Regions from separate parts of the Zea mays genome. Here region 1 is linked to region 2. The links are chromatin contacts, called in public Hi-C maps. All regions are on one chromosome and are shown on one strand. Each heading gives the region's core, a stretch centred on a gene start, on an enhancer-like site or on the middle of the called end of the contact. The rest is flanking DNA. Distances are from core to core; before and after follow the strand shown.

What was found. A called contact is a pair of places that touch in the nucleus more often than the background predicts.
Region 1: a Hi-C map of tassel shows a contact between it and region 2, with 2.5 times the contacts expected there. The contact joins the promoter of LOC100281789 here to the promoter of LOC103645359 in region 2. A contact is called at or near these places in 3 of 25 Hi-C or Micro-C datasets (ear, leaf and tassel).

The regions. Positions count from the first base shown.
Region 1 is chr1:238,443,270-238,448,571 of Zm-B73-REFERENCE-NAM-5.0, forward strand. It overlaps LOC100281789 (acyltransferase), which reads right to left and starts at 3,105. Exons shown (of 3, transcript NM_001365291.1): 1 at 2,807-3,105; 2 at 2,209-2,696; 3 at 1-874. The coding sequence starts at 2,513. The coding sequence ends at 46.
Region 2 is chr1:238,229,233-238,234,155 of Zm-B73-REFERENCE-NAM-5.0, forward strand. It overlaps LOC103645359, which reads right to left and starts at 3,026. Exons shown (of 3, transcript XM_023300942.1): 1 at 2,733-3,026; 2 at 1,135-2,652; 3 at 1-1,132. The coding sequence starts at 3,026.

The DNA of each region.
Region 1 (5,302 bases), core at 1,855-4,354, 210 kb after region 2:
TGCGTTGGTGGGGTTGAGACGTTGAGTTGAGCAGCTAGGGGGCGATCACAAGTCTATGAGGTCCTTGACGAATCCGTACTTGTCCATGAATGGGTTGGAGACGTCCTTGAGCGGGTAGTGGTGGATGCGGTCCTTCCAGACGCCGGCGTCGGTGGCGGGCCTCTCGACGGTCCAGACGCAGCTGTTGCACTTGAATCCGGCGCCGAAGGTGAGCATGAGGACGCGGTCGCCCTGGCGCAGGCGGCCCTTGGCCTCCATGTAGGCGAGCACGTACCAGACGCTGCTGGCGGAGGTGTTGCCGAAGCGGTGCAGCGTCATGCGGGAGGGCTCCAGGTCGTGCTCCGTGAGCGTGAGTCCCTTGCCGACGCCGTCGATGACGGCGGCGCCGCCCGTGTGCACGCAGAAGTGGTCGACGCCGGCCTTCATGCGGATGGTGAGGTGGCCGTGGCCATGGCCCGCGCCGCGCTGCCGCTTCTTGCGCGCCAGGCGCGCCGAGAGGGTGGCGCAGGCGAGGCGGAGCAGCTCCGGGAGCGGCAGCACGCGGGGCGCCAGCACGCGGAGGTTGTGCACGAAGGCGTGCACCGCGGCGCGCGGCAGCTCCTTGCCCAGGTGGAACCCCGGGCGGCCGGCCTCGTCCTCCATCTGGAGCGCGCAGTTGTAGGCCTCGTCGGAGGCGCCCGTGTGGGTGCGCACCACGTGGCGGAGACGGAGCTTGGCGTGCGGCCGGAGCCGCGGGTCGTTGGTCAGGAAGTAGGCGCAGCCGCCGGAGCGGAACAGGCAGTTGCCCAGCATGAAGGTGCGCTTGTTGCCCGCGTACCAGTTGGGCGCGATCGACTCCGACGTCATCACCAGAGCCACCTGCCCGGCGTGCGTCCTGCAAGCAACCAACCACACGTAATCCAGCATCCATGACTGACAAACAAGTTCATTAAGATTTCAAGTATGCTATGCACACGCCAGCCATTTTCAAGTATGCTATGTTGGTCGTTGCCTGTGCGGCTGTGCCACCGCCGACTTTCTCGTCGGCCTGGGATAGATGGAGATCTGCCTGAACCAGACAGTTCAGCCCAATGGACAAGCATGTCTACTAACTACAAGCGGAGCCGGTCAGGTCCAGGTCCAGCCATGCCGTGCCTGCCTGAGCGGCTGAGCCATTCATGCCCATCTAAAGGCAAACCAAACTTGGTGAGCAGGCATTAAAGGAGGACAGTCCAGACTCCAGAGTAGGCCGTAGCCGTAGCTGGCTCACATGCAGCAGTCACAGCACAGCATTCATGCCATTGCTGGCCCCGGCCACATTTACTCCCGTGTTCATGGGGGATGCGGCTACTGCCATCTCGGGATGGATCTTCTTGCAGCAAGTTTAATAATAGAGTCAATCACTTACTATATGGATCTTTATAGTGGTTAACTCTTCAATATTAATGTAGGACCTAAGCTTATAATGGTTACGCTGCTTAATGCTTTATTTACAAGACCTTCCACCATATATTTGTTTCCTAGTTTATCTTGCTGAAAAAAGAGAGAACAAAACTACCATAGGTTCATAACAAAAAAATCCTTGTGATTGTGTTCATTATTATGGTGAGCACAAGTACCAAACGAGTACTACCACTCTTAAAAATGAGCTACTACTACGTTGCTAGCTAGTAGGTAGAGCACGTACGGTACATGTTCCGATTGATAGGCATTAATTTACAAGTAGTAGGAGGGGAGTACTGAACATTTATCTGGTCTCAGTAGCTACACAGACGATGGATTCAATGGCGTGCAACCAAACAAGATGCCTCACAGCTGGGTGTGTATCCATCCATGCCCTTAATTACCAGAGCAGCTAGCTAGGGCCCATCAGGCATAAATTTTTGCCCAGCTTTGGGCTTTTTTTTTACCTGTGCAACATATATACATTTTCAGCTCTAGCCCCCTTTTTTGTTTTTTTTTGTTTTTGCCTTTTCGTAACAAAACAGCTTTAGACTTTGTGAGTTATAGAATTCTTTATTACAATTTTTTTCCTAAACTTGTGATTAAATATTTATTTGGCCAGAGAGACGATAGACTTGGCTGCGGTCAATAATCTATTGTCAGTTTGTCAAACTCAGACGTCTATTTACAGGAGCACACCATGCGTGAACGAGACCTTTATCTCTTCATGACAACGAGTAGTAATTAATTACTAGCAAGAATTAACGAGCTAGGTCGAGCACGCACCTGAAGTAGCCGTTGACGAGGTCGAGCGCGATGAGCGTGGCGCTGCAGCCCATGCCCGTGAGGTTGTACACCTTGGCGTCCTCGCGGAGGCCGTAGCGCCGCACGACGCGCGCCGACAGGGACGGCGCCGGCGAGAACATGGACACGTTGACGACGAGCACGTCGACGTCGGCGGGGCGGATGCCGACGCCGCCGGGCGCCGCCGACCGGGCGAAGAGCTCGTCGAGGACGGCGTGGAAGGTCTCGTCCATCTCCTCCATGCCCTCGCGGAGGCGGTCCGGCCGGGCCTCCCCGCCCTCGATCATGTTGCGCGGGCCGTACGTCTCCTCGCCGATGCCCGAGTTCACGATCACCTTCAGCAGGAACTTGTACTCCTCCAGCCCCAGCAGCTTGTTCCGCTGGATGATCTCGCCGCACAGGTCCGTCGGCAGCTTCCGGTCGTCCGTCGCCTTGTAGCACACGTAGTCCAGCAGGTAGCACCGACGCCGCTGCGCGCGCGCCACCAGAAGCCGCGCCAGCATCGCCGCCGAGTACGCCAGCAGCGTCAGCGTCACCATAGTCACCAGCTCCATCGCAAGCTAGTATAAGTAACACTCACCAAGCACGTACGCACTTCTTGCTCAGTAGCTCCTGCTCTTGTTGTTGCCAAAAAAATCAATGGATCTAGCTGTAACTACAAGTGCAGCAAGGAAGACGGCAATGTGTGGCTGCTCAGCTGCTGCTCATGGAGGGGAACCCAAGGAGCTGAGTGCTGAGATGTGTGTGACAATGCCAGTTCGATCTTGCTCAGCTAAACCGCTCCCAACCAAATAGCTCTAATAGTGACTAGCTAGCTTGCTTTCGTGTGTGCGGCCGGTGCCACCAGGGTTGGGTTGGTGGGGACTTGAGGGTTGGGAGCGAGAGAGATGGGAGGAAGATTTATTAGAGCGGGGTTCAGAGGTTGGGGAAAGGGAGGAGGGTGGAGGGTGGTTTTATAGCACGCAGAAGGGGATACCACATCATGGACATGGGTCATCATGCATGCATGCATGGCTCATGAGAACCTTCCCTCATCTACTATTTCTTGCATGGCCCATTTTTTTACTTTAGCATTAACAGTGCTGGTTGGATCCTCAATCAAACCGTAACCACGTGAACCAGCAACGTTGGTTTGATGTTTCATCTGATTCTAATAACTGTGCATTGGATGACTTCACTGCCGCTGGAGGAGGAGGCTCATTAAGCATCTATACTTCAGGACGACGACTAAAAATAAGCATATATTTAGTTTTGTACAAATCGTCTTACTTTCTTGACCATAAATGTTGTCCTCTTTTTTGTCCTTTGCTATATACTATTCGAGTAACATGCGTGCTAGGACTACCAGCAATGCATTTAGGGCAACACGGAATTGTACTTCGTTACAAAAAATTGTAATGAACCCAACAATGAAAAAAGTTCTTACAAAACTATCTGGATCTCAAGTAGCTACTAAACTTTAGCCCCTAAAAACAAAATAGAAATGCTAACAAGTCAACTGAAGTTTAGTCAAAGTTCTAGGGCCGTCTGCAGCAGTCTATCCATAGTTTTCCCAAAAACACTGTTTTGCACTGTTCTACATTGTAGACTGTACTGTTCGCACAGTGGAGTTTGAATATGGGTATGGGGATAGGTAAACTGCTGGAGATAGTCTAACTAGTTCGTCAAACCTAGCTGGCACATGCTAAAGTTCTACCCGATTAGAAAAAGTCATATGTATTGTAAGCATACGAAGATTTATAAAGTACATAATGTCCTTTAGGACATCAACACGAGAATACGTACTCATAGAAGGCCCGACTCAGCACCAACATGGCATTTCTAAGGGCCCTGCACATCAAGACCATAGGTCCACGACGGCTATGCCATAGGGCCCCATGATTTGGTGGCCATACTCGGAATCTTCAGTTCTCTCAAGACGCCCTAAGGATAGAACGACCTTGAGTGGCATGACATCACGTATGCCTCTGAGCAAGATGACCGCACATGTTACCGAGCAGTTAAGATAGGATCTCCATTCGTCGTATTTATTGAGAGAGGCCATGTAGTGGTCAAATAACATCGATGTAGCCACGCATCATACCATCGGTGTATCCACGAGCACTATGCAGTACGTGTCCATTCAACAGCTATCAACTATGTCGTGCTCGATTGTGTGGGAGCCATACCTACCAATGTGGCATGTCATACTTAGCGCTCTAGCACGTCGAAGAAGTGTTGTGTATACTGTGGGGGACAGATATCCCCCGGGTCCACTGGAAGGCTAGAAGACCTCGCGAAAGACCTTGGGCCCAATATTTCGCAAGGCCATCCCTTCGTGGGCCTGGGGAGGAACGTCTAGCAAAGTGGATTGACGTAAGATTGGATCAACCCAAGCTCGGACGGCCCAATGGATTTGAACGACGTCCACAGCAGCGACACGACTTTCCCGCGCGGCATCCTCTGGCGCCGGAACTGAATGACGATAAGTCGATGGAATTATAGGAAGATAAGCTCAGTCGGTTTACAATTACTTAGGCACACGTTGTTATCACATCCGCATGTAACGCCCCACGGTCGAGTATATAAGGCCTAGGGGACATCCCTCAAAAACATCTCACTACTTAGCCATCTACTCAGCTCTCTAGCATCTCTCATACTAGAGAACCCCCTTGTAACCCACCACACAAAAGATCCACATCAGGACGTAGGGTGTTACACATCTCAAAGCGGCCCGAACCTATACAAGATTGTCTACTGTCTCTCGTGCATCTGGCACGAACCATCGAGCTACAGTCGGTAACACCGTCCTACTCCAAAAAAGCACCTCAAGGGACAACCCTGGGTGACGGTCGGACCCAAAACACCGACAGCTGGCACGCCAGGTAGGGGGTGTGTCACTGATCCAAGCTAGCTCAATGGCCATCACTTTCCAGCACAAGATCATCCTCCGCCCCGAGTGTGTGTTCTGCTTCGGAACCATTTCATCCGTAGCAGACGAAGAGGGAACTCTACATCGCATCACGGATCCGCCGTAGAGAAAGCCTTCCTCAACAATCTCGGGGAAAGCCGGAGCGAAGAAGGAAAAAGCGCAACC
Region 2 (4,923 bases), core at 1,776-4,275:
CCCGCAAATCATGATCAAAGATGCGCACTGTTCGTAACCCGTCTACGTTCTCCACGCTCTCCAGCATAGGGCAGTGGCACATGTTGATACCTTCAAGGGAAGGCAGGTTTGATATCCTCTTCAAATTAGGAGTGTTCCAGACGCTCAGTTCCCTCAGCGTAGCAATGTCATCCACGGCCTCAAGGCTTGCCATATCTGCTACGTGTAGCTTGGTCAGGGACGTCACATGTCTGAGGCCAACAGGAAGGTTCTGCAGCTTGGGGCAGCTCTCAAGCTGGAGTTTCTGCAGGGATGGAAATGCCCCTGGCTCGATGTCTGCCCATGTCTGGAGCTTCCGCAGGCCTTGGAAGTGCAGGTTTTCCAGCTTTGGAAACGGAACCTGGTGTGGGTGTTCGGTGCCCGTGACCGTGAGCTCTGCACCTATATCCTTCAGAGCTGAAGAGTCTGCTACGTACAAGGATCTCAGTTCTGGCAAACGGCCTAGTGGAGGAAAAGACTGGCAGAAGTTGCACCCGACAATGTCTAGATCACGGAGATTTGGCAGGAAGGTCACCGATAGCCATCTCGGGAACCTTGTCCCAAAGTAGTTTACAAGCTTCAGTGACTCCAGGCACAATGGCGGATTCATCTCTTCAAAGACATCCTCGATCTTTCTGGTCAACTCCGTTGTTTGAAGTGGCCCGACAGTGCTGCTGCACGACAGCTCGAGCTCCCTGAGGCATTTCTTGGCGCCAAGTAACATCTCAGTTGCCTCGGATCGATTGGCAGCATTCTCGAGCTTCTGTATGTGCAGCGTTCTCAGCTGAGACAAGTTCTTGAGCTCATCCAGAGGCCACCCGCTCCTATCCTGAGCGGCACGCGCCTCTTTGCTCGTCACCGTGAAGCAGCAGAGCGACGTGATGCTTCTCAGATGGCCTACTCTGAATGCGGCATCGTCGATCACTGTGCCGGCAAGGTCAAGGTCCCTGAGCCCTCTCAGATGCTCAATCCCTTTTGGCAGCGCGTGCAGTGCCCTGCACCCTCTCAGCAGGAGGAATTTCAGGTTCCACAGGTTGCCTATGGATTCTGGAATTGCCTGAATTCTCGTGTGAGACAGGTTCAGGAACCTCAGGTAAACAAGATTGCCCAGGTCGGCAGGTCCTCTGGAATGAGCTCCACTGCTGTTTCGCTGAGGTCTAATACTTTAAGGTGCTGCTGCAATCTTGTAAAGATGCTTCCTTCAACCGTAAGTGGGTTCTTTTGAAGAAGCAGCGTTCTTACCCTTTCTAACTTGAGGATCTTCTCAGGTATCGAGGCCAGGTTTCTTCTCGCGAGGGAAACACGCCGTGGCGCGAACGGGGCATCGCTGTCGACCAACAGCCGATACGAGTCGCCGGTCAACTCCTCACCATGCGAGAGCAGCTGCGCTAGAGCTCGCAGCATGTCGTGCATGGTGCACCACGTGGCGCCGCCGCCTTCGTCTTCCTCTCCCGGCTGGAGAAGGTGCCTTCTGATGAGCTCATCGTAGTACTCCTCGGCCACATCCTCGACGCTTGCGTCGGCTCCGATCTGCACGAAGCCCTCAGCTATCCACAGCTGCACGAGCACGCGCCTGTCCATGGCGAGGTCAGAGGGGAACAACGAGCAGTAGAGGAAGCACTGCTTGAGATGGCACGGCAGGTCGTCGTAGCACAGGTACAGCGGCTTCATGGCGTCCTCCGCGAGCCCCTTCACCAGCCACGCCGGGCTGGCGAGCACCTCGCCCCACTCCTGGGCGCTCGCGTCCCGTGTGGTCAGGACGCCGGCAACAGCCTTGATCGCCAACGGCACACCGCCGCACTTATCGGCTATCCCGTGGCCCACGCCCTTCAGCTCAGCGGCTGTAGCCTCGTCAGCTACAGAGGCCGCCGCGCGAAGCAGCAGCCAGGCACCGTCGCTGTCCAGCCTCTTGATGCGGTGGACGTGGCGGGCGCCCATCTCCCGAGCAATGCTGCCGTGCCGCGCCGTGACCACCACCTTGCTGCCGCGCCCAGCGCGCTGGAGCGGCCTCCTCAGCACGCCCTCCCACACCCCGCCGTACCGCGCGTCGTCCAGCACGAGCAAACACCTCTTCCCCTCCACCAGCCTGGCCAGCGCCTTCTCGAGGTCGGCGAAGCTCTCGCCGCCCGTCGTGTCGCCGCCGCCGAACGAGTCGACGACCTGGGAGAGCAGGCCGGCCTCGCTGTACTCCCTGGGAACGCGCAGCCACGACCTCGCCGCCCCGAAGCCGAGCCGTATCCTCTCGCTGCCGTACACCTTCCTGGCGAGCGTGGTCTTGCCGATCCCGTCGGGGCCGACAATGGCGACGATCGTGCAGCCGGTTTCCTCGCCGTCCATCTCCGTCAGCAGCCCGACGAGCGCGGCCGCGTCGTCCTCGATCCTTGAGCCAACGATGCCGGCGCCCGCGGCCCGGGTCCTCTGAGGTTTGCGGAGCCTATGTGCCGCGCGGTCAGGCGCTGGGTGATGGTCGCCGCCGAGGGAAGAGCGGAGCTGAAGCCGACGCTTCTCCTTGAGGATGACCTGCAGCTTCCGGTTCAGGCTGTTGATGTGAGCCGCGATGTCGACACAGGAGGACACGTCCGTGTCCGTGTCCGTGTCGCAGCAGGAGGATAGCAGCCTAGGAAGAGGCGCCTGCTGAGCAGGAAGAAAGAAAGGAGCCGAGTCAATGGACGAACCTGCAACAACAACAGATCCTGCAGAACCGGTGATCGTACCTGCTTCTGTTGGTCGTGGGCCCTGCGCCGGCGTGCGGCGACCCTGCACCGGTCGACGGCCCCGTCCGCCTCGTAGGCGGCAGCCCGCACATTGGCCAGCCACCGCGCCGCGCCGTCGTCCCCGCACGCGGCCCGCGCCTCGGCGTCCCGCACCGCGGCGCCCACCCGCTCCAGCCTCGCCAGCAGCGCCTTCGCCTCCGTCGCGACGCCCATCCGCCGCGCCACCTCCCCCGTCACCAGCCCGCGCCACCGGACCGCGGTGTCCGGCACGAACGCGCTGAGCACCGCGGCCATGGCTCAGCCGTCACGAGACCGACCAACAGGGCGGCGGTTACGGCCCCCGGATCTCTCGCGGAGAAGACTAGTCGGTCGTTGTGGATGTAGATTAGAAAAACAAGATGTAGCAGTTTCTCGAGAATCAAAACGAGAGAAGCGACGCCCGCCGGCCGTCGTTCAACGTGCGTCGGTCAGAATGTGATCACGTCCCGGCAATCTTATATTAGTATTGGATAAGGCAAAATGTGTATATTATTAGAGGTATATATATAAGGACGAAATGGTCTCGTCATCTTGATAACAGCTAGTAGACCAGAGAATCTTTTCGCGACTGAATCTTCCGGCGGCGCGCCGCGCGCGTGTATACGCACGTAACGTGTATGTCGTCCGCTGATGTGAGATCTCGTATTGCTTTTTATAGAACGTTGCAAACTTGCAATCGAACAGTTCGTGTCAACCACGGAACGCGTTTAATTAAAGAGACAGAGATAGAGGGCAGGGCTGTCGCCTGCCGGCTGTCGCGACAGACGGTGTGCGCTTTGAAAATGCGGCTTGTACAGCGAGCGGGCTGTGTGCAGGGCCGTAGCGGAGGGTGCGACCGCAGGCGCCTAAAAAAACAGAGGGTCTCTTGATCATTGGACACTAGCAATTTTTCTTGTTAAACATATTTATTCTAAGCACAAATACGCAAAGAGCCCTACACTATCGACCAGTTTCGTTTAAATTGTTAAACTAATGTCTCAATTACTTATCGAATACTTAATCCGTTTCAAAATAGTATTTTTTAGTTTTTGATTTTTATGTTTATATTCAACTGTATAACGATGAATCCACTAAAGAAGTAAAACAAATTCTATTTTGATATAGAGAGAGTTTTATTTACTATACATATGATGGTTGCATCGATAGAGAGAAGCTTTTTTAAATTGAAATATTTTTGTGAATTATTTATGGTCAACAATAACTCAATAGAGGTTAAATAGCTTGTCGATTCTATATATCGAAAAAAGTTGTTGGATGAGATTGATCTCAATAATATAAGCGATGACTTTGTATCACAAAATGTTAATAAATATTTTTAATGATATCAGATAACAAGTAAGTGTTTTCGCTATATTTTACATTTGTTATCTTCTAACATCAAAACATTGCATAATAATTTTTATATATTAAATATTCGATACTACATGTATAATTATATATATTTGTGTGTGTATGGACTTTCATATCGGATTTCGCACTGGTACCCAAAAATTAGGAACAGCCTGTCTGTGTGGTGATGACATGGTCTGATGGGTCGGGTTTAATTAAGATGGACGAGATGCTGGCCGTCGTTGAACGGAAGCCGGAGGAGGGGCTGAGTCGGATGGCTTTTGGGGTAAGCAAAAGTCGGCGTCGCGAGGCCGATGGGACGGGGCACCCGGACCTGTCACGAAGGAGGTGGCGCTTCCGAAGGCCACGGCGACAGTCGAGTGCGTACGGCCGCCGTACCGGACGCCGGACGGTACATCGTGGACTTTTTTTGTGTGGGAATGGAAGGAGGAAAAGGCAAGCGGCGTGGCGGAAGCCGGGTGATCTCGCGACTCGCGAGCAGTGGCGTGGCGGACTGGCGGAGGGGTATCAGGCTATCCGCAACCGTTACCTCTAAATTTTTCTCTCTATATCACTTTTTCCCCCTATTTTTCTCTCTATTCTTTCATCTCCCGCAACGGTTCCCCCTAAATACTCCTCCTATATCCCACTACCACTATAAAACATCATTTTCTATACCAACTATCAATTTTTTATCTACTACTAATTACTCGTGGACCCACAGCATAGTGTCGTAGGGGGTGAACAGTGAAACGCTAGATTGAGAGAGAGAAGAGGGCCGCTTCAAAGAGTAGCTTATAGGGGACAGCGTTGCGCGGTCAAG